2 separate regions of the Mus musculus genome follow, and region 1 is linked to region 2. Evidence: chromatin contacts called from public Hi-C data. All regions are on one chromosome and are shown on one strand. The core of a region is the stretch at or near the end of the contact, and the rest is flanking DNA. Distances in the headings are between cores, read along the strand shown.

Region 1 (6,085 bases), core at 3,515-6,014, 100 kb before region 2:
CCTTCATTGGGGACCCTGTGCTCCATCCAATGGATGGCTGTGAGCATCCACTTCTGTATTTGCCAGGCACTGGCAGAGCCTCTCAGGAAACAGCTTTGTTAGGCTCCTGTCAGCAAAATCTTGTTGGCATCTGCAATAGTGTCTGGGTTTGGTGGTTGTTTATGGGATGGATGCCCATGTGGGGCAGTCTCTGGATGGTCATTCATTCAGTCTCTGCTTCGAACTTTGTCTCTGTAACTCCTTCCATGGGTATTTTGTTCCCCCTTCTAAGAAGGATCAAAGTATCTACACTTTGGTCTTCCTTCTTGAGTTTCATGTGTTTTGCAAATTGTATCTTGGGTATTCTAAGTTTCTGGGCTAATATCCACTTATCGGTGAGTGCATATCATGTGTGTTCTTTTGTGATTGGATTACCTCACTCAGAATGATATTTTTCCAGATCCATCCATTTGTCTAAGAATTTCATAGAGTCGGTTTTAATAGCTGCATAGTACTCCACTGTGTAAACATTCTACATTTTCTGTATCTTTTCCTCTGTTGAGGGATATCTGGGTCCTTTCCAGGTTCTGGCTATTATAAATAAAGCTGCTATGAACATAGTGGAGCATGTGTACAAGTTAGAGCATCTTCTGGGTATATGCCAGGAGTGGTATTGCTGGATCTTCTGGTAATACTATATCCAGCTTTCTGAGGAACCACCAAACTGATTTCCAGAGTGGTTGTACCAGCTTGCAATCCCACCAACAATAGAGGAGTGTTCCTCTTTCTCCATATCCTCGCCAGCATCTGCTGTCACATAAATTTTTGATCTTAGCCATTCTGACTGGTGTGAGGTGGAATCTCAGGGTTGTTTTGATTTGCATTTCCCTGATGATTCAGGATGTTGAACATTTTTTTCAGGTGCTTCTCAGCCATTCGGTATTCCTCAATTGAGAATTCTTTGTTTAGTCTCTGTACCACAATTTTCAATAGGGTTGTTTGGTTTTCTGGAATCCACCTTCCTCAGTTCTTAATATACATTAAATATTAGCCCCCTATTGGATTTAGGATTGATAAAGATCTTTTCCCAATTTATTGGTTGCCTTTTTGTCTTCTTGATAGTGTCCTTTTGCCTTACAGAAGCTTTGTAAATTTATGAGGTCCCATTTGTTGATTCTTGATCTTACAGCACAAGCCATTGGTGTTCTGTTCAGGAATTTTTCCCCTGTGCCAATATCTTCGAGGCTCTTTCCCACTTTCTCCTCTATAAGTTTCAGTGTCTCTGGTTTTATGTGGAGTTCCTTGGTCCACTTAGAGTTGAGCTTTGTTCAAGGAGATAAGAATGGATCAATCTTGTCAAGCTTCTCTGGCTTGTCCGTGTCTGTCTGATCTTACCAGTGAGAAATAGGAGATGGTTCAGATGGTAACCATCTGGGTCAATATGAAGTGAGACTTTTCAAAGGAAGTTATATTTCTTTGATATTAGGTTTTAGTTATTTCAATACTTTGGGCTTATGTATTCCTCTTTTATTTCTTCATTTGTCTTTCTCGACTATTGGCAGATCATTACCTTCCTAACCACTCAATGTCATGTTTTCTATCTCTTAAAATTCAGAAGCCCTGTTTGTGTTGGCTGACTACTCCTGAGCATGGGACCTGTCCTGGGAGTAGTTACCATGTACAGTGCCACTCAACTGAAGGAAACTGACATTATCTCTCCTAGTAGTTTTCTGTTGGCAATAAATACTTGGCTAGAAGTGGAATTTATGCTCATTTCTACTTCTTTGTACTGGGATTTTGACCGGCTTGAGCTTGAGAAGGTCTTGTGTGCACTGACACAGTCTTTGTGGGCTCTTAAGTGCACCTTCTCAGCTGTGGCTGGAAGACACTGTTTCCTTACATCTTCAACTCTCAGAATCTTTCCTCTTCCTTCTCTGTATAGATCTTTGAGCCTCAAGCAGGCAATGTGGCAGAGACATCCTATTGAAAGCTAGGCATCCCAATGTCTCTTGAGCTCTACATTTTGGTCACTTGTAAATTTCTGTGTTAGTTATTCTACACCGCAAAGAAAATCTCCAGTCCAGGTTGAGTCATTCACTGGTCTATGCATATGAGGATGTGTCATTACGAGTTGTGTTATTGCTATATTCACTTAGCCGAATGATGCAAGTAGACTTTTCCCTAGGGCCCATGGCTTATCTGGCTATAGGTTCTTGGTCTTGTTGACAGTGTAGGATATGGATGCGTTCCATCTTGTGGAGTGGGACTTAAACCCAGTTTTTAAAAAGTGGTTGGTTACACCCGTAACGTTTGTGCCACTATTGCACCAGCGGGCATATCTTGCAGGTGTGTCTTTGTTGCAGCTCTCAGGATTCAGAGCTGGGTGAGAATGATGGTTACTCTTCTCCTTTGGTGCCTTCAGGCAGTATGAATGTGATCCAGAAGGCTGAAGCTTCCAGTTGAGCACCAGCTAGATCTCTCCATATTCTATCACATAAGCACACGGTGTCTTCAGCAATAGGATCTTACTGTTAAATTTTGGAGTGTAATTGATAGTAATGGCAATTGTCCATAAAGCTTAGAAATCCTATCAGATCCTCAACTTAGAATCATGGAACAACTCAAAATGATTAAATTCATTCTTAATTCTTGGGTCTTTTTCTTGGTAGCATACAATGTTTAATTGGAGTATTATCACTCCCTTATAATATGGTTTCTTAATTTAAACTCATTTAAAATATGTATCTATTTTAGGAGGTTTCTATAGTAATATGCTTCCATAAGGCTTTTTAAAAATAAAAATGCTTCCCTTCCATGGAAAGTTTCCCCTTGGCTTGTGAACTCAATTCTATGTGTTGTGAAACACATATATATTGAGCTTTAGTATAATAAGAACATTAAAAATATCCATTTTATTAATTGATAAGCAATAATTTAGTAATATAAACCCCTAGCTAACCTATTATTTTTATTTTAGTTTACATGACTATCCAGTGCATGAGCCTCTGTGTGGAGTCGTACACACTGCATGAAGGCAATGGCGCAGTCTAGAAAAGAGTGTGGACGCTCTCTAGCTGGAATTATAGGTGGCTATGAGCAGACCTGCATTGGTGCTAGGAACTGAACCCAGGGCCTCTGTAAGCCTATTAGGCAGTCTTAGCAGTGGGTTCTTGTAACCACTGAATAATTTCTCCAGAATTTGGGTAATTATTTTTTATTAGAAATATATAAACTCTAATCAGCCAATTATCTGGTCTGAAAATCTAGAATTCCTTTTTGGATCACTATGTATTTAGATATTAAATACATGCTAACACAAATTTAAACAGTAACAGAATTATAATTTCCTTGTATAGGTCTCATCAACTTTACTGGAAGCAAATGGTGCCTTTCATTTCATTTACACAAGTTATGCTCAAACTGGATCACAGCTACACATTCTTTCAGCAACAATGCCTGAAACGGGGGACCTGGTTCCCGAAGAACATATAGAGTTCTAGAAAGTGCTTAAGTATCATTCATAGGCAAAGAATCCGACCTGCCAGATCAGCTTTATCAGGGACCCATATCTGTTCTAGATTAAAACCAGTTCCAACCCTCCACTCAAGTTGGTTCTGGTTACTACTGGTATGTAGGTGCCGCTGTTGTTCCTGCTCCTTGGAAACTCATCCCTGTCGTCAATTTCTAAGATGGACATTCAGAAAGCTTCATGTGTCTTCAGTTAGTAAATTCTAGACTTCGTTCATAGAGAAATAGACAATAAACCAGAATCAAATAAACAACTGTTACTTGGACCATATGGGACTCATCAAAAGCCACGTGTATCCACTTAAAGTTGTAGAGTGTCATGTTTAGCTTTCATAAAGGTTGGTGGTTAATTAGTTATTACATTGTGTGGAAGAACATGTACTACATCAAGAAAAAAAAAGACAAAATTACCAATCAACATTCTGAGTATCTGAAGACAAAAGGAAAAGGCAGGGAACGAAAAGATGGCAGAAAAGACATGGAGGAGAAAGACAAGTGAATTTTCGGTCATCACAAATCTCTCTGTTAACCAAGTTGATGTAGAATGCACAGCCAGGTTTGTGTTCCCTTTGGCCTTCCTTGTTCTGGGGTGTGTCCTGAAATACATAAAGCTTGCCAGGAGGGAGGGAACATATTCTGAGTTGCATTAACTAGGGCTAAAAATGTGGAAAGGTAAGAAAGTGCTGGGTAGGTGTGCCTAGGGGAGTGTCATTCCATCATTTGCTGACTGTGCATGTACATATACGGTCATGCTCTTCTCTAGGGATTGAGAACAACATTATCAGCAGTTTAATTTTGTAGTGCACGATTGTCTAAGAAGTAAATGATCTTTTTTTTCTTTCCTGATTATAATTAGAGCTAGCGCTATCTAGGTGTGATGCTAACAAACACTATTTACAACTACCGACTTCCCAGAAAGTAGGCTTGCTAATGTAAAATTAATAATGGCATTTCCAAGGAAATGGTAGAAAATATCTTGTAGTTCACTGCCTTATGCTACGTGGTTCAGATACATTATGCTCCAAAGATACTCCCAACATGCTCACTATCTTGAAAAGCACACTATATTCTACTGCTTTAAAATTTTTATATTACATTTATTACAGTGCTAGCTAACACTTGGAGTACATTCCATAACTCTATAACAAATTATATTAAATGCTCATCATGCAAATTTTACAGAGTTCTATTTCTTCACCATGATTTCTTGTTTCTTCATGCATGTGACACGTGACAATGACATCAGTCACTGAGTGTGCAGCTCACTCATCTAAGGCGTGGTAGTACATTGCAAATTTTAGCTCAGTTTGAGTCTCATGAGAGTCTCATTACAGACCAAATGTAATTCTCATTTTATAGATGAAGATATGGTGGTTTATAACATCAATAATTCTATGATTTTCATATAATAAAGTACTGGTGCTGAGTTTGGAAGTAAATGCTCTCTGGTGTCTGAAGCTCAGATTGTGTTTTCTCCATGCTCTCAATGAACCCTGCTCTTCAATGAGAGAGTGCACTCACTGATAAGTGGATATTAGCCCGGAAACTTAGAATACCCAAGATACAATTTGCAAAACACATGAAGCTCAAGAAGAAGGAAGACCAAAGTGTGGATACTTTGATCCTTCTTAGAATGGGGAACAAATTACCCATGGAAGAAGTTACAAAGTTTGGAGCTGAGATGAAAGGAAGGACCATCCAGAGATTGCCCAACCTGGGGATCCATACCATAATCAGCCACCAAACACAGACACTATTGCATATGCCAGCAAGATTTTGCTGACATGACCCTGATATAGCTGTCTCTTGTGAGGCTATGCAAGTGCCTGGCAAATACAGAAGTGGATGCTCACAGTCAGCTATTGGATGGAGCACAGGGCCCCCCAGTGGAGGAGCTAGAGAAAGTAGGTACCTAAGGAGCTGAAGGGGTCTGTAACCCTATAGGAGGAACAACAATATGAACTAACCATTACCCCCCTGAACTCATGTCTCTAGTTGCATATGTAGCAGAAGTTGGCCTACTCGGCCATCAATGAGAGGAGTGGCCCTTGGTCTTGCAAAGATTATATGCCCCAGTACAGGGTGATGCCAGGGCCAGGAAGTGGGAGTGGGTAGGTTGGGGAGCATGGTGGGAGGAGGGTATAGGGGACTTTTGGGATAGCATTTGAAATGTAAATGAAGAAAATATCTAATAAAAATTGTTAAAAAAATAAAAAAAAAGAACAAGAAAGCATATGGTACTTGAGGGGCTGGGAATAAATGTGAACTTCTACTCTATACAGGTTTGAATTGTTGTCTGTAGTACTTATTGTTTAGAAGGCAGCCTCTACTAAAGCCTTCCCAATCAGATGGCTCTACTAAATCCAAGGATTCTTAGAATCTACCATGTCCACTTTATGATGCCTAGATGACGTGCCTTTCTAAGGAATGGCTTCCTTACATCAAAGCAGAAATGCAGAGCAGTGACGTTCTGATGAAGGGAATTCTCAAAGGCTGCTGTAAGTGTAAAGATGAATATGGTCTTGGCTTTCATCTCAGAGTGCACTTGGAAACAGGGAGTCACATGCTTTGTGCCATG
Region 2 (5,878 bases), core at 1,341-3,840:
ATAGATAATATGCCTCAGTTTTCTACAATATGCTACACCAAGGGCAATATATCCATGTGATTTGCCTGTGTTCCCAGGACAACTTATTTATAGCAATGTAAAAGCCTGGTTTAAAATGGTGAAGGATAACATAGGCATCTCGTAGTAGTAGTAGTAGTAGTAGTAGTAGTAGTAGTAGTAGTAGTAATAGTAGTAGGGCAGGGAGAGAGAGAGAGAGAAAGAGAAAGAGAGAGAACCCATATTTCATTTCTAATAGGCAGTCTTAGATTTAATGCTATTGTATAAGCTTGTAACAGTCTTAAACAGTGCATTCAGTTCTTTCCCCTTGCATTATATATCTTCAAAGGCATGTGTCCAATCAGCTAAAATGTATGCAACCCTAAGCAGGCTACAAATAATGCCTTACTATGGGAAAATAAAACAACAACAACAACAAAAAAATCAACTTTGGGAATGTGTGATTTGCATATAATGGGATCTGGCTAGTCATAAAAAGTGATGAGGTTGGATACATGCTAAGACATGAGTTCACCTTGAAAACATTCTGCTAAGAGAATGAAGCCAGACCCAAAAAAAAAAAAAAATTGCTGCATGTTTCATGATTCTGTTCAGACAAAATGTCCAGAGCAGGCCGATCAATAGACACAGAGGTTGAGCAGGAAACCTTAGTTAGTGATCAAGGAGGGCTGATGCCATGCTCTGGGATCAGATGTCAGTGATAGCAGACAACTCTGTGAATATAGTAAACACCACTGAACATTGTGCTTCAAACAGATACATTGTGTGGCAACTAATGTTTCTCCTCAATTAAAACCAGTCCTAATGTAGTCTTGGGCTTGTGTTTTGCTGAAGTGCAGAGTAATACTGTAATTTGCTTCCCTAATGCTGTAAGATCTCCTTAAACAATAATTTAAGTATCAAGAGGACCTGGCTTTGTTGCTAAAATGTCTGTGGCTGGAATGTGGAAATGTCAATTCAACAGGTATGGATTGGAAGAACATTTCTAAAGAACCAGAGTCCTTGGGATTCAACAACCAACTTCAAGCCTGCCCTGTCAGGGAAGGTCAGGGGATCTGTCAGCTGAGTGGCTGCCTACAAGGCATTGGCCAAGACGGCTCTGAATACTTTCACCAAGCCTTGGGGATTGAGGTTAGGTGAATACTCAGAGTGGATTACAGGCAGTCATCACCATAGTGACCTACACAAGTCTCATCAGTCAGAACTAGAAATGACTTCTGTTCGCGAAGGTGCTAAGAGGAGCACTCTCCATCGGATTGGAAGTGCATGTTTAATATATCCTTTATTATAAACGAAATTTAAAAGTGGGGCTATAGGACTGATGGGAGCTAAACAGTTATACTCACAAATCGAGGTACACATTCTAATTTTTAGGTCAATGTCTTCCAACAGGCATTTGAAAGGGGCTTTTAGTAGTTAAAATAAGGAAACAAAACAACAAACAAAACAAAAGACAGGTTTTACTTTTTGTTTTCTTTTTAGAAACCTAAGTCTGCACCCTCATTCCCAGTAAATATTCACACCGTTGACTGCAGAGAGTAATATCCACTTAACACTTGTAAGGTTCGGACGCCTGCGAAGGTGCTGTGTCCCTGTTCGCCCATCACCTGCAGCTCTTCTCTCTGGAAGCTGGGGGCAGAATGCTCATAGAGATTTGACTGGAACTTTTTTGTAAGTGACTGCCTGGACTTGAACGTGACTAAATTGAAAGTACTAGAAAAGTCAGGTCGATGCTTGTTCAGCTCAGTGCCTTTCAGGTGCGTGTGCGTAATTCAAGACAGACACGTGTGCCTTCCGTTCAAGTCCACAGTACTACAGTGGCAACATAGAAAGGAACGTTTAGGTCGCAGCCCCTCGCCACTGCTGTAGTGTATTTCTAGTCACCGACTCATTCTCTTATGTAGGTCTACAAGGCTATTTCCACTTTTTGCAATATGGAGAGCACGCATGCGAGGGGACCCTGACAGGCGGCGACCTCCTGTGTCTAGGTGTCCTGACCAAAGGAGTCTCAGTAGAGGGACCCAGCAGGTGGTAGTTGAGGGGATGAGGGCGCAGCCGGTGCAAGTGACATCGAAAGGTTCGGGATAACTCTTCTTGGGGTGCTACCCAATGTTCTGAAATCCCCCACCCAAGCTGCGTCCCAGAGACTGAGCCCCGCGCGGGTGCCCCGCCGAGGTCCTATCACTTACCCAGGCGACACAGGCACAGGAGCTGAACGCACGCGAGGAAGCTCTGCAGGATTCGCATCTCCAGCCCGGTCCGCGGCCCCTCGCCAGCCGCAGGGGTACAGCTTAGGGTACAGAGGGTGGGGACACCGAGGCAGGGGACGCCGGTGACTGGCCAGGGTCTAGGTGAACGAGTGATAGAGAGAGAGAGAGAGAGAGAGAGAGAGAGAGAGAGAGAGAGAGAGAGAGGAAGAGAAGAGAGAAGAAGAGAATACAAGGCTAGGCGGCGCGTGGGTGCGGGGACCGAGCCTGGACCAAGCGCCTGGCTTCAGGCGGGACGCTGTCCCCTGCCTGAGCGGGCTGCAGCGGCCAGGATCTGAGCGCTCGCAGCGCAGCGGCGCGGAATTGCGGGGACGCGCTCCGGGCTGGGCACGCGCAGTGCGCGGGGGCGGGGGAGCAGGAGCGCAGGCGGGGGCCGGGGTCGCGCAGCAGCAGAAAGAGGGGCGTGGCGGGGCCCAGCCTGTCCCAGCCCCGCGCCCCTCCCCCGCCCAGGGCTGGAGGTGGAACCCGCTGGGGCTTAGAATCTTCGCGGTGAAAAAGGTCTCTTCATTAAGGCTCCTTCACCCACTAGGAAGACACAAGAGGAGGCTGGGTCCCCATTGTCCCGCACAGCTTGGGGCCGACCTTTTGACTTCACCCCTGGGAAAGTCTTTTTTCTTTGTTTATTGTCGTCTCTGCAGTTACCAAGATGGTCCTATCCGGAAGGGTTGAAGGGGGCCTGGGTAAACTGAGCTCTCCCCGCCCCCCTTTCCATTTTCTTAGTGAGTAAAGTAGTTCCAGCTCCCATTACCATTAGGGTAGTTAAGTCCAATCATTTGCAGCACTACTGTGACCATTTGGTCCTGGCTGACCCTTCATTAGACCCCAATCATTCTGTCCTGCTCTGCGCGGCTGTGGGGAACTGTCAACACTGCCCTGGTCCTGCTGGATGGAACTCCCCAAGTGTCTCTTTGCACAGGGTCCTCCTGTAGAAAGATTTTTTTTTTTAATTGCTAGATTGAAGGGTACACAAAAGAAATATAATACACACCCTGTGCTTCCTCGGAGCTGAGCATGTCGTTCTTTCCTTAGGAGCCTGTTTCTATGGAGGTGTTTGTTTGCTGTGTAGGAGCGTGAGTGCTATAACCTGAACTCCTGACTTGGGGGGCGGGGTAGGGAGTTGAATAGGTATTCCTGAAATGTTTGTTGAATTATGTTGAGGTCCACATGAAACAAGTTAACTGGTGGTGATGTCAGTCAATAGCCTAAATACATCGACCTAAATATTTGTGAGATTTTCATATACACGATGGGGTTTAGTTATTTTACATTTTACACTGATAAGAGACTCTATTCAGAGCCTTTTGGGAGTCACATTCAAAGGCAGAGAAAACCAAGTTCCGGAACTATCCCTGGTACCGTTTGATGTAGGGATCTGTACAGCATGTACTCTTGTGTTCTGTTATTGTCTCAAAGCCAGTGCTGTAGCTTTATAAAATACAAAGGATGCTTAATGCATACAAATTGGAATTCCAAGTCTGTTTCAGCTGTGACTACCCGTTCTCACAGAATTCCCACCGCCTCTGAACACTGGGGTCAATGGACAGAGCTAATGATGCAGCTTGCTATCGATTCGTGGATGGTGAATGCATGTCGTCAGGAAAGGACGGGTCTTGAAGCTAGAGTGTTTGTTTAGGAACACATATCGGTATAAGAAGTTGACCCTTACCCTATTCTTCTCACTCCTTGAAATAGAAATGCCTCGAGGATTATAATAGAGATTGAGAGTTTCCATAAGGCAAGAAAATTTCTGGTCATTTTTGCTAACATACCAACAGGTGTGTATATCCACTGGAAGTGTATCCAGAGTTCAGGGGGAAAAATGAAAAACAGTGTTTATTGAATGTGAGCTGGAGTGGGCAGGGACGTTTTCCTAGAGATTTGCAGAAAGGACATTTGGAGAATCTGATTATCAAACAGGCTGGAAACCAAACTGAAAGCCACCGAAGTCACATGTTATATTGAAAGCACTGTCATTTCCGTCAGACTAAGAATGTTCATACTGTGGCAAGCATTGATTTCCTTGTGGAGAAGCTCATACCGGAAATGCTAAGCCTTCTCACTTTGAACTCCTAGGGAAACACAGAAGGAACTTCAACTGCTTAGTAGAAGATGCTGGCTACTGCAAGACGGCTCAGTGGATAAAGGCACCAGCCTCACTGAGAAGTGTCTTTCATAGGTTGTCCTGTCTCTTCTATTTAAATGCTGTGGCATGCACCACCCCCAAATGAATAGATAGATAGATAGATAGATAGATAGATAGATGTAAAATTAAAATAGAAGCTAAGTTTACACAGGGAAAACATATGTAATCAAGTGCATCTCAGTTATCAAGGGTTCTCCATCATCCTGGGAGAATAATAGTCCAGCAATAAGAATGATTATGTTAGCTCTTCATTAGTTGGTATTAGATTTGATTCACCAAACAAAGCCCCAGGAGGAACTAAAGTCTCTCTGGAAGAGCCAACAGGTGAATCTATGATCCCCATAATTTCATTCTGTGGTTAGGAATATTGCCAATATTCTTGAAGGCACAAAAGCCACCATGAGGAGAGATCATTCTGTTCTGGGGGTTTTAGGGGAAACTGAGTGTTAACTAATTCTTTAGAGTGGCAGCAATGAGAGGTTGAGGTGGAGAAAAACTGATGTGGCTCTGATAGTTCCGTGGAGAGATTAGTGAGAGAAAGCTTGAAGTCCTTGAAAAGTAGGCCATCGAAGCAGCTAAGCTGGAGAATAGAAGACCTCAAAGGAGCATCAGGAACCTACTGTCTCATTTTCACAAGTTCTGAGAAGTATCATCTGATCAATGTATGTTAGCTGTTGTGAGTTAATTGTGAGGCCATACAATTACATAGCATCAGGTCTGACCTCGTGGCACATAGGCAAAGATAGACTAATCTCTGAGTGTTGGAGGTCAGCCTGATGTACGTAATGAGTTCCAGGACAGCTAGGGCCACATAAAGGTATTCTGTCTCAGAAACATACTACATGCCTCATTTGGAGTCTGGATATCTGTTGGTATATGGCTATATGCCTATATGTAATAGGTATGTGTAAACATACATTTGATCAGAAACCGACAGAATAAATTTGTGTAAAGCCTTGTACATTAGATTCATTTGATTATCATTTATATACACTCCCAGAGGATGCTGGATAATCCAAAGCCCTAGAAGCATCATCACCATCAGTCTCAGATGTATAATTTACCATTGAATGTTGAAACCAGAGAAGGGATCCTGTCATCTGGTCTTACCAGATTAAGGGATATTTCTGGAGGGAGAAAATTATTACTTGGTTGAAGACTACCAAATATTTCCAAACTCAGAATTTAATAGGGAGGAAAGACTTTTGATTGAATCCCTTGGTCATCGGACAGACTTCTTCTTTACCCCCATTAAGCATCAGGCACTGTTTAATAAGGAATGTCACCATCCCTATCAGAGACTGATAGTCTAAGAGAAGAAAATGGTTGTCACTAGAAAACAATCTTGCAGGCGACTGGTAGGTAAACAGATGAGACTCAGATAAATTCAAATATTAATGATGAATAATTTTACAATGAAAGTAATTTTAGTGCACTACAATGTACCAAA

What was found. Hi-C and Micro-C count contacts between places; a contact is called where the count stands out from the background.
Region 1: a contact with region 2 is called in a Hi-C map of epidermal suprabasal cells, with 2.0 times the contacts expected there. The contact joins the enhancer-like site here to the promoter of Ptprz1 in region 2. A contact is called at or near these places in 2 of 39 promoter capture datasets (epiblast stem cells and hippocampal neurons), 6 of 484 Hi-C or Micro-C datasets (cortical neurons, epidermal suprabasal cells, neural stem cells and 1 more), 3 of 115 datasets of contacts at active chromatin or transcription factors (embryonic forebrain, embryonic stem cells and neural progenitor cells) and 2 of 9 other capture datasets (adipose tissue and pancreatic islet).

The regions. Positions count from the first base shown.
Region 1 is chr6:22,977,195-22,983,279 of GRCm38.p6, reverse strand. All of the region lies in intron 8 of Ptprz1 (protein tyrosine phosphatase, receptor type Z, polypeptide 1), which reads right to left. It overlaps Gm30493 (a long non-coding RNA gene), which reads left to right. Exons shown (of 3, transcript XR_377374.4): 3 at 3,336-6,085. Among named protein-coding and RNA genes, the nearest start is that of Gm30493, 5.5 kb to the left of the region's middle. Within about 2 kb of position 4,764, at least 1 of the 459 cell types and tissues checked has an H3K27ac peak or open chromatin away from gene starts, as enhancers often do. A contact at or near this core is called in epidermal suprabasal cells, where this site is marked.
Region 2 is chr6:22,872,214-22,878,091 of GRCm38.p6, reverse strand. Ptprz1 (protein tyrosine phosphatase, receptor type Z, polypeptide 1) reads right to left here and starts at 2,590. Exons shown (of 30, transcript NM_001081306.1): 1 at 2,208-2,590. The coding sequence starts at 2,265.